3 separate regions of the Mus musculus genome follow, and regions 2 and 3 are each linked to region 1. The links are chromatin contacts, called in public promoter capture Hi-C maps. All regions are on one chromosome and are shown on one strand. Each heading gives the region's core, a stretch centred on a gene start, on an enhancer-like site or on the middle of the called end of the contact. The rest is flanking DNA. Distances are from core to core; before and after follow the strand shown. Region 1 holds the start of Slc30a9 (solute carrier family 30 (zinc transporter), member 9). Region 2 holds the start of C330024D21Rik (RIKEN cDNA C330024D21 gene). Region 3 has its middle 6.0 kb from the start of Gm40315.

Region 1 (3,012 bases), core at 379-2,878:
AGGCAGGTGGATTTCTGAGTTCGAGGAAAGTCTGGTCTACAGAGCGCGTTCCAGGACAGCCAGGGCTGCACAGAGAAACCCTGTCTCGAAACAAACAAACAAACAAACAAACAAAACAAAACAAAACAAAACCCAAAAAACAAGGTACAGAAGTTTAAAGGGCAAGGAAGGCTCACGAGGCAAAGTATATCAGCTGATGGGTCCTGAGTAAGGTAAGGAAAGTGTCGGGATGCATGGTGAACAGGGGAATTTCAGGACATCGAGATAACAGAGCATGAGTGTTATAACTTTTTAGCTTATTAGAAGCATTCTTCACTGTCAGCCACAAAAACCACAGTGAGCTCATATGTAGGTGCAGGAAGGGCTGTCCGGTGGTCAGCTCTAACTCAAGCCGTTTTACACAGAACAGTTCGTGTTGACCTTTGATTTGATGGAATTTCTTAAGATTAGCAAACCTCATACATAACATTCAGAACATACAGGACAAAACCATGGTTATGTGGTCAGCATGTTCTTGAGCCAAGTCACTTCTTGGTCAGTGAGTGGCAGGCATGTTAGAGTAGTAATATAACTGGCAAGCATGGAACAAAATGGCTACAGTTATGGGGGAAGGGGTGTCAGACCATAATATATTTATCCAAATAGCTGCAATAGCCTTTTACTAGAGACCACAACCTTGTTAGCCATGGGCTTTTGACCTGCTTAACCTTACCAGAGGTGGATTCCCTCCTGTGAAGGGAGCCTCAAGTCCACTCAAAGTGGTGGGTTTCCTCCCCATTTACTGATTTGCACTCATTTTCTTTATTTTTTTATTAGATATTTTCTTTATATACATTTCAAATGATATCCCGAAAGTTCCCTATACCTTCCCTCGGCCCTGTGCACTCATTTTCCATTTAAAATTTTATTTTACAGTACTTTCACTAAGCGATTTAAATTAATCTTTAAAACAACTGGACATGCATCCCATTCTATTTATCTGGCCAGACAGGTATTGACTTAGCCCCTGGAATATAGTAGTATACGTATACTGCACAGGATCCAGTGTCCATATAGCTATTCTCTATTCCGGGGGGACAATAATTTCAGTAGTGGTATTTTGAAGAAAAGTGTACAGGGTAACTATTTAAAAATGAGAACCACGTTAATTATAATTAGGGTGGTGAAAGAAGGCTTAAGCTAAGAACTGAATGAACCTGACATGGTAATGGTTAAAACAGGCGAATGTGTTCAGGTTTCTTTCTCTCTGGGACCAGGCTGTTTGAAAAACTGCTCCATCTTCGCGTACACATAGTACCGCGACTTCAAATTTTATGCACGCCTCTAATTTTGTTATACTACGACCGAGAAGCGGAGGTTGAGTGATCAGCAAGGTGACCACGGTGTTGGACAGAGCGGTGCCGAGGGTTCAAAAGGAAAGGGGACAGAGGCTTAAACCCTGCCTTCTCCTCCTGCTTCCCACGCCCCGGCGGCGCTTCGTAAGACTGTCTCCCGGGACACGACACGGACTCACAAATGCCCAGCACAGTCGGCAGCGCACACCGTCCTGGCCCGGTGCTGGCCAGAAGCACCGCCCACCCCGCCCCCGCTGGCATATTCCGTCACTTCCGCTGTCGCGCCACACCCCCATGACTTCCGGGTCGCCGAGGCCGCCGGCCGCGGCGCACACATCCGTGCTCGCCGGGGTCCGGTCTATGGAGTCAGTTGGCGCGGCAGGCGGCTCGGAGGCAGGAGGTGGTGTCCGAGTGGGGGCCTCTGCCCCGCCAGGATGTTTCCGGGCTTGGCCGCCGCCGCCGCGGCGCACAGGTGCAGCTGGGCGGCGCTGTGCAGGCTCGGTGGCGGCCGGGCAGCGACCCGCGGCCGCAGCCAGGGTGAGTGACGGACCGGTGGAGGCCGCGCCTGGCCTCGGCAGTTGGCCCGCCCGCTTGCCCTTCTCCAACCCAGACAGAGCCTGCCGGTCTCGCAAGGTCCTCACAGGTGTCCCCGCGAGCCGCGGCTACCGGGGAGCGGCCAACCCGCGTAGGGACACCCTGAGGCGGACCTCCAGACCCGGAGGTCTTAGGGCACATCGCGGTGACCCAGGGTGACCCAAACAGGCCGTGGGAAATGGCGGATTCCACCAGCTTGGAGGGTCCCCTTGGGCCGCCGCCGCAGTTCTGTTGCTGCTTAGGTTGAGTGAGGTACTCCTGCGCTACACTTTTTCTTAGTGCCATCCCGTTTTCTTAAATCTCCCTAAATCAAAGTGGATGTCACATACGGATCTTAAGGTGAGGGCTTCTCACAGTTATCGAATGGGCATAGTCTGGGGGACAGGAAACCCACCGAAGTTTGCGGTTATATCGAACAATCCTTTTGGTGACAAAAGTGTCTCCTGAAACTGTACATAAATAACCCTGGGCGCAGGGTGGGATTGAGAGTTTTCATCTTCGTCAGCATTGCTTTCTCAGTCAGATTCAAGTTATTGGAGAGTTTCTAAAGTAGCATCAAACGTGTAAGTCCTGTTTCTGTTCACCTCCCTTGTTCCCGTAGCTTGACACGGAGGACTGCTAGCAGAGCCCAGGAGAGGACAGGACCAAATCCACCGCTAACCCGAGCCCCTCAGGTTCTTGGGATTTGCAAAGAGTGGTTACAGAAACGTTTCTCAAACATTCACAGTCACCCTTCAAAAACTTGGATCGGAAGGCAAAAGCTGCAGCCATTCAGGTTTTTTGATAAAAGCGGTCACACACTCCTGTGCTGGGCAGATAAAGTAGAATATATTCATACCGTATTAAAAGCTGGTTTCTAAGGTTGCAAAAGAATTGATTGCAATACACTGTTTTAGTTTGTTGTTAATGACAGAATACTGTAGCTAGTTTTCCCATGGTGGCGGTATGCCACTTATGAACAGAATGGGCCCTCTGTTTAAAACTCCAAATAAACTTCAACATATTACACAGAAATATATATACATATAGTGGCTGTTAAATGTTGTCCAAAGTGCCCCTTCAGTGTTGGTGAGGTGAGTTGCAG
Region 2 (3,012 bases), core at 366-2,865, 160 kb after region 1:
GCCTTGTCTTTTGTTCACCCTTCTTTCTCTGCAATCCACAAATCTCTCCTGCCTCTTAGCCTCCCTCACGATGTAGATCAGAGATCATGATGAGCAAATGTGTTTTAGACTGCTTGGATTATTTGTTTTTCTTTCAGTCGCATGTCCATGACAAAATTCTGATCTGGATTTGCCTACCTCCCTTCTTTAGCAAGTGGGCCTCACTGCCTTACACTGTACACTGGAGAGCAGCCCCTCCCTAGTCCTCAGTCATGCCCAGGTTGTTACTCTTCCAATCACCCGCAGCCACCAGGCTATAATTCACTTGCTCCATGAAGCCTCCCACCTCCCACCACTTCTGCCAACTTGGACCTTAGCGAAAAAAATAAACCTTTCTCTTTCTATCCCCAGCTTCCCAGCCTTCCTCCCTCCCCTCTTCTACATCATCCTGTCCCCTGTTACCTAAGCTTCACCCTTCCCTACCTGTCACCCCTCAAACACCTCCTGTTAGCCAATCTTTTTTTAGCAGTTGCTCCAATGTCTGTCTTCATTGTCAAACCTCTAAAAGGACCCTGATCTTTCCCCAACAGCAGTCATCACTTTTTTTAACATAAAGAAGAAAAGAATTTTCTTTTCTTCTTTTTAAAGATTTATTTATTTATTTTATGTATTTGAATGCTCTGTCTGTATGTACACCTGTGCCCCAAAGAGGGCATCAGGTCCCATCACAGATGGCTGTAAGCCACTAGATCCTGGAATGGAACTCAGGAGTTCTGAAAAAGCAGCCAGCGCTCTTAACCGGGGAGCCGTCTCTCCAGCCTCTAATCTTACTTTTCTACTCATGTGAATTCATTTCTCACAGCCAAAGAAACAGAACCTCTTTTGGTAACTTTAAACAGGAAAGGAATTGATCAGAAGGCTGTCCCACTAAAAGTGGGCACCACTACCACCTGGCTAAAGTTTTTAATACTTTATATTTGACATCTTAATATCTTGAGTGTTATGTGCTGAAGAATTTGGTTTTGTTTTCTAATTAACCAAGAGCTAACTTTTAAAAAGACCATTTGTTTATTTAGAGAGAGCTTGACTTATTTAGAGTGAGCATACCATGGTGCCAGTATTGATGTCAGAGAACAAGTTGTGAGAGTTGAATCTCTCCCTCCAATGTGTGGGTCCTAGGGATCGAACTAAGGTCTTCAGGCTTGATGGCAAGACCCTTACCTGCTGAGCCATCTCGTCCATCCTAGTTGACCAATTTCTGAACATTTTTTCACCTTTTGAAATAATCTTTATTTCCTCTTTTTGTGATTCTCAGCTCAAACTACATGAAAATTTCAATCAATTTGAAAAAAAGAAAAAAAAAAGAAGAAGAAGAAGAAAAAGGCTGTTCCATAACTCAGAGGGGGCAAGGGCTGGGATTCTTGCCCCATGGCAGGAGCTGAGAGCAAGGTAGCTTGAAAGACAAATGTCTTCCTTAGCCTTGACCTTTGGGGGCTGTAAGTGCTACTGTTTGCTGAAGGTTTAGAGGGCATGGCTTTCCCGGAGGAATTACGTAGCTGGGGGAGGGACTTTAAAGAGTGACACTACTAGTTTGCTCTTCACTATTTGTACTCGCGATTCCGGAATGTGACTTCTCAGCTTCCTTTTCCGGTTGCCATCCTTGCCATCCGCTGTCATGCCTCTCCACCGCCACGCTTCCCCATCATTATGGAGATGGACTTGTCCTGGAACCATAAGCCAAATAAAGCCTTCCTTCTGTAAGTTTCCTTGGGAAGCTGAGCTCAGGTGCTCCGTCAGCAGGTCTGGCGAAGCCACAGCCCCGGGGGCCGGGCCCTGCCCGCTGGCGCTCCCTCCACTCACGACCTTGCCTTGTCCCCCTGATCCTCCATTCTTTAATGTCTTTTCTGGGGCTTCTTCAGCCTCTTCCCTTGTGTTGGATGGAGCTGATGCAGAGGCCATGGAGAGGTGTTGCCTCAGCCTGTTTTCCTATAGAACCCAGAACCACCTATGCAGGGGTGACCCCACTCACAATTTGCTGGGTCCTTCTACATCAATCACCAATGAGGAAAGTGCCGTACAGGCTTGCCTACAGTTTGATCTTCTAGAGGCATTGCCTCAAAGGCTCCCCCTTCTCCAGTGACTCTAACCTGTGTACAGTTGACATAAAACTAGCCAGCCTAGTATTACATCCAGCTAGTTGTACATGCGAAGCCTTAAAACATATATGTTGGAGGCATCTCAAGGTTGGTGTTATACTAAAGCAGTGGTCCTTTATCTGTGGGTCAAGATCCTTTGGGAGTTCAATAACCTTTTCACAGGGGTCGCCTAAGACACAAATATTTACATTACATTTCATAACAGTAGCAACATTAAGGCTATAAAGTAGAAATGAAATCATTTTATGATGCAGGGGGGGATCACCACAGTAAAAGGAACTATATTAAAGTGTTGCAGATTTAGGAAGGTTGAGAAGCAGTGTACTAGAGGGTATGATACTGCCATTGGAGGTTATGAAATCATCTCATAGTATCCTCCTATTTCCACAGCGAAATGCACCATGGGGTTGAGTTCAATTAGCAGTCTTGCCCAAGCTCAGGTTTTCCTACCAAATGCGTTAGGGAAACTTGGCTTACAGAGCTCTCTGGGTTTCAGAATTAGGGATTAAGGATCATAAACCTTACCTTATGATGACGTTCTCAGGATACCTCCACACAAGTTAGGGAGTACAAGTGATGGGTACAGTTGTTTAGACATAATTGGTAAAGAGCTCTTTTAGGCAAAACACAGATAGCGTTATCAGTTGCTTCAAGGGACCTCCTGTGGGTTTTGGAGAGTTGAGCCATGATGTCAGGGTGGAGGACATTCAGCTGTGTCATTTGTCACAGCAGAGGATGTGCCCCTCTTGTCACACTAAGTCTCACTCAGGTTATATCCAGGCTTCTAGACTGAGACACCCAGACAGTGTCCTGGAAGGAATCCAGGGGCCATAGACTCCTTGGGAGATGGGAAAGCTATTATTGTATTCTCATAGCC
Region 3 (3,012 bases), core at 367-2,866, 140 kb after region 1:
AGCATGGGGGCTGGGGAGTAAAGGTCATAGTGTGTGCTAAGCACTCACTGGGAGAAGCAGATCCACAGAGAGATTAGGAGCCAGGCCTTCTGGAGCCACACTGGCCGTTTCACTTATCAGTGTTCTTGTGTTCTTGTGTGAGCTGGTTTCCACGTCTATGTGAAGGGGACAATACAAGTGTCCACTTGGCAGCATTGTTCTGAGGTGTTTGATCAGTGCTCAGCACAGAGAGCATTGGATAACAGACAGCGATTAGCTCTTCCCTCCCCTCCTCCCACCCCTCCCCTGCTCTTGATTGACAGATTCAGATGGAGTCCTAGGTGTGTATCATAGGGTTTCTGACAGTCAACGTGTGCTGCTGGCCCTTCCACAAGCCACACAAAGTGCATAAACTCTGAAGTGGGTCCCTGGATGTAGATTCTCATTCCACCCCTGTGTGTGAGATCCTATAAGCCTAGATGGGCTAGGCATGGTACTGTGTCCACTTTTCTCATGGAACCAGAATGAGCCTCCAGATTCCTATGGGTGGAGCAGCCCATGAACGCCTGCTGCTCCGACCCTCTGCCCAAGGGGTAGCACAGGGAGAGTGGGTGAGGCCACCCAGGGTCCACCCCAGTCTTGCTTTGCCTCTCTGCCAGTGTCTTGGTAAATGAATGATGTCCTCCCTACACTGAGACTTCCGAATCTCTTCTTTTGTCCCTGTCTAGCTCCCAAGGTTTTGCTATTCTGGATTTCAGAAAATAGTTCAGTTGCCAAAATTGGTTGAATGAGCTACTTTTAAAATTAGTTAAGTGGTAAAAAAAAAAAAAAAAAAAAAAAAAAGTACTGCTTTGCAGGGTAGTTTCAACAAGTCTCCTTCACGGAAGTGTCCTGGAGGATAATGTTTTAACAAGAGATGATGACTTACAAAATTAACCTCAGGAGAACTCCTCTGCCGTCCCTTCCCAGGAAAACACATACATCGCCTAAGTCTCCCTCCCTAAACTGGAGGAACAAGAGAAATGAGGGCTGGATCGCTAGCAGGTAATCTCACATCAAGGTGTCCAAAAGATGGAGACACCCTCATGTCCACCAAGAAGTCCCTTTTGGGATGTTGGTTTAGTCCTATCTGGATGGCCTGGGGCTTTAGCCTTAGCTCTTTAATTTAAGATCGGTTCAGTAGCTCATGTTTATGGATAAATGAGTAAAACAGGAAAGATCAAAAGCAAAAAATAAAATTGCTATGGAATTCAATATTTCAGAAGGCTGAGCCCTGTAAACGGTAGTGAAGTGTGGTGTTCAGAACGAGAGCCCCCCTCTTATGATAATTCGCCTAACAAGGAAATGAGATTGACACAGCGCTTCTGTTTCTCTGTCCCCCGAGGTTAGAGATTATGCGGCGCATGTTGCTGTTTTTAGCTTCTTTGGTAATTCCTATGGTGAGAGACGACACTCTGCATATTTGTCGCATATTTGTCAAGTTGCTCTTCTGTCAGGTGCCAGGGTCTATGAGGTAGCAAGAAAATGCAGGTCTCCCCTGAGTTATGAACTCCCTCCCCACCCCCACCCCCCACTCCACACCGTAGCTGCCCAGTGCCCCTTTCCCAGGGCTTACGTCTTTATTTACGTTCTGTTGCCAGGGAATTCCATGAGTCTGTACAGCAACCATTGGTGGTACTTGGTGACAAGTGAACCCAGCTGTATTCTCAGGGTTTCCCAGAGGAAGAAGACAGGAATCCATAGGCCGAGAGATAGGTAGGCAGATTTGACACGGTTTTATTGGCAGTTTATGATGGAACAACAGAGGGCTTAGCGTGTTTTGTTAAGGAAATTAGAAGATAAATTCTGGTCCCCAAAGCCTGCGCTGTGCTCAAACCAGTCCACTTAGGGTTTGAGTCACGTGATTACTTGTTATAGATTCCCAAACCCATGGCAGCTTGCAAGCCTGACCAGTGGCCAGGGGTGGGGGTGGGGTGGGGAGTGGGGGTGGGGGTGGGGTGGGGCTGGTCCCAAGTGTATTCAGGAGCAGGAAGCAGCCTCACAGGGACTTTCTGAAAAGTGAGCTGTTTCTCTTAGAAAGCTCTCTACAGTGTTACACATTCCTGCCTTCCAAAGAAAACTTGAGTAGTCCAAGTTCATCATGGACAGGTAAAAAAGAAGAATACAATTAACAACAAAAGTGTTACCCATAATACCACTATCCACGGATGGTGACCATCAACACTTGGACTTCCATACATCCTTGCTGCTTTTTTTTTTAAAGTTCATGTGTCTACATGCTTAGCAAATATGAAATTCTACCATACAGCCTGTCTAAAGTCCCTCCCCCTTCCTTTTTTCTTTTCTTTTCTTTTCTTTTCTTTTCTTTTCTTTTTTTCTTTTCTTTTCTTTTCTGGTCCTCCTCCCCCTTCCCCTCTCCTTCCCCTTCTCCCTTCCTTCCCTCCCCTCCCCTCCCCTCCCCTCCCCCTCCCCTCCCCTCCCCCTCCCCTCCTTCTCCCCTCCCCCTCCCCTTCCCTCCTTCCCTCCCCTCCCCTCCCCTTCCCTTCCCTCCCTTCCCCCTCCCCTCCCCTCCCCTTTCCCTCCCTCCCCTTCCCTTCCCCTTCCCCTTCCCTCCCCTCCCCTCCCTTCCCCTTCCCTTTCCTTTTTTTTCTTTTTTTCTTTTTTCTTTTTTCTTCCTTCCTTCCTTCCTTCCTTCCTTCCTTCCTTCCTTCCTTCCTTCCTTCCTTCCTTTCTAAAAAAGCGGTAGTGGGCTGCTTAGAGGTAGGACAGGGAGCTAGCCTTTTTGAGTGATGATGCTGTATGGAGCAGTTTATTTACATAGCCTTGCTTCATCAGGACGCCAGCAGCAGCTCTCCCAGCCTGTCTCCCATGCTCCCTCCCACCCTCTTCATCTATGAAAATGTTTTCCTTGTGTCTTCTTTATCTCCTCTGGCAGACACTTCCCACGTTTTTAGTTTATAACGCCATGGAGTTTTATCTGGACTTTTGGTTTTGTTTTGTTGTTGTTGTTTTTAAGAGAAGCCTTGTTTTATA

The links. Promoter capture Hi-C pulls out the DNA fragments that hold promoters and counts their contacts.
Region 2: a contact with region 1 is called in a promoter capture Hi-C map of pre-B cells, with 2.7 times the contacts expected there. The contact joins the promoter of C330024D21Rik here to the promoter of Slc30a9 in region 1. A contact is called at or near these places in 10 of 39 promoter capture datasets (the HPC-7 cell line, HPC-7-derived erythroid cells, embryonic stem cells and 6 more), 4 of 115 datasets of contacts at active chromatin or transcription factors (effector CD8 T cells, embryonic stem cells, large pre-B cells and 1 more) and 1 of 9 other capture datasets (liver).
Region 3: a promoter capture Hi-C map of embryonic stem cells shows a contact between it and region 1, with 9 read pairs. The contact joins the enhancer-like site here to the promoter of Slc30a9 in region 1. A contact is called at or near these places in 6 of 39 promoter capture datasets (the HPC-7 cell line, embryonic stem cells, hippocampal neurons and 2 more), 6 of 115 datasets of contacts at active chromatin or transcription factors (double positive thymocytes, effector CD8 T cells, embryonic stem cells and 3 more) and 3 of 9 other capture datasets (adipose tissue, liver and pancreatic islet).

Annotation. Positions count from the first base shown.
Region 1 is chr5:67,305,327-67,308,338 of GRCm38.p6, forward strand. Slc30a9 (solute carrier family 30 (zinc transporter), member 9) reads left to right here and starts at 1,629. Exons shown (of 18, transcript NM_178651.4): 1 at 1,629-1,871. The coding sequence starts at 1,769. RefSeq lists a cis regulatory region at 1,277-2,000.
Region 2 is chr5:67,462,283-67,465,294 of GRCm38.p6, forward strand. It overlaps C330024D21Rik (RIKEN cDNA C330024D21 gene), which reads left to right and starts at 1,616. Exons shown (of 8, transcript NR_110363.1): 1 at 1,616-1,736. RefSeq lists a cis regulatory region at 1,132-2,194.
Region 3 is chr5:67,442,980-67,445,991 of GRCm38.p6, forward strand. No RefSeq gene overlaps it. Among named protein-coding and RNA genes, the nearest start is that of Gm40315, 6.0 kb to the right of the region's middle. Within about 2 kb of position 1,617, at least 26 of the 459 cell types and tissues checked have an H3K27ac peak or open chromatin away from gene starts, as enhancers often do. A contact at or near this core is called in embryonic stem cells and pre-B cells, where this site is marked.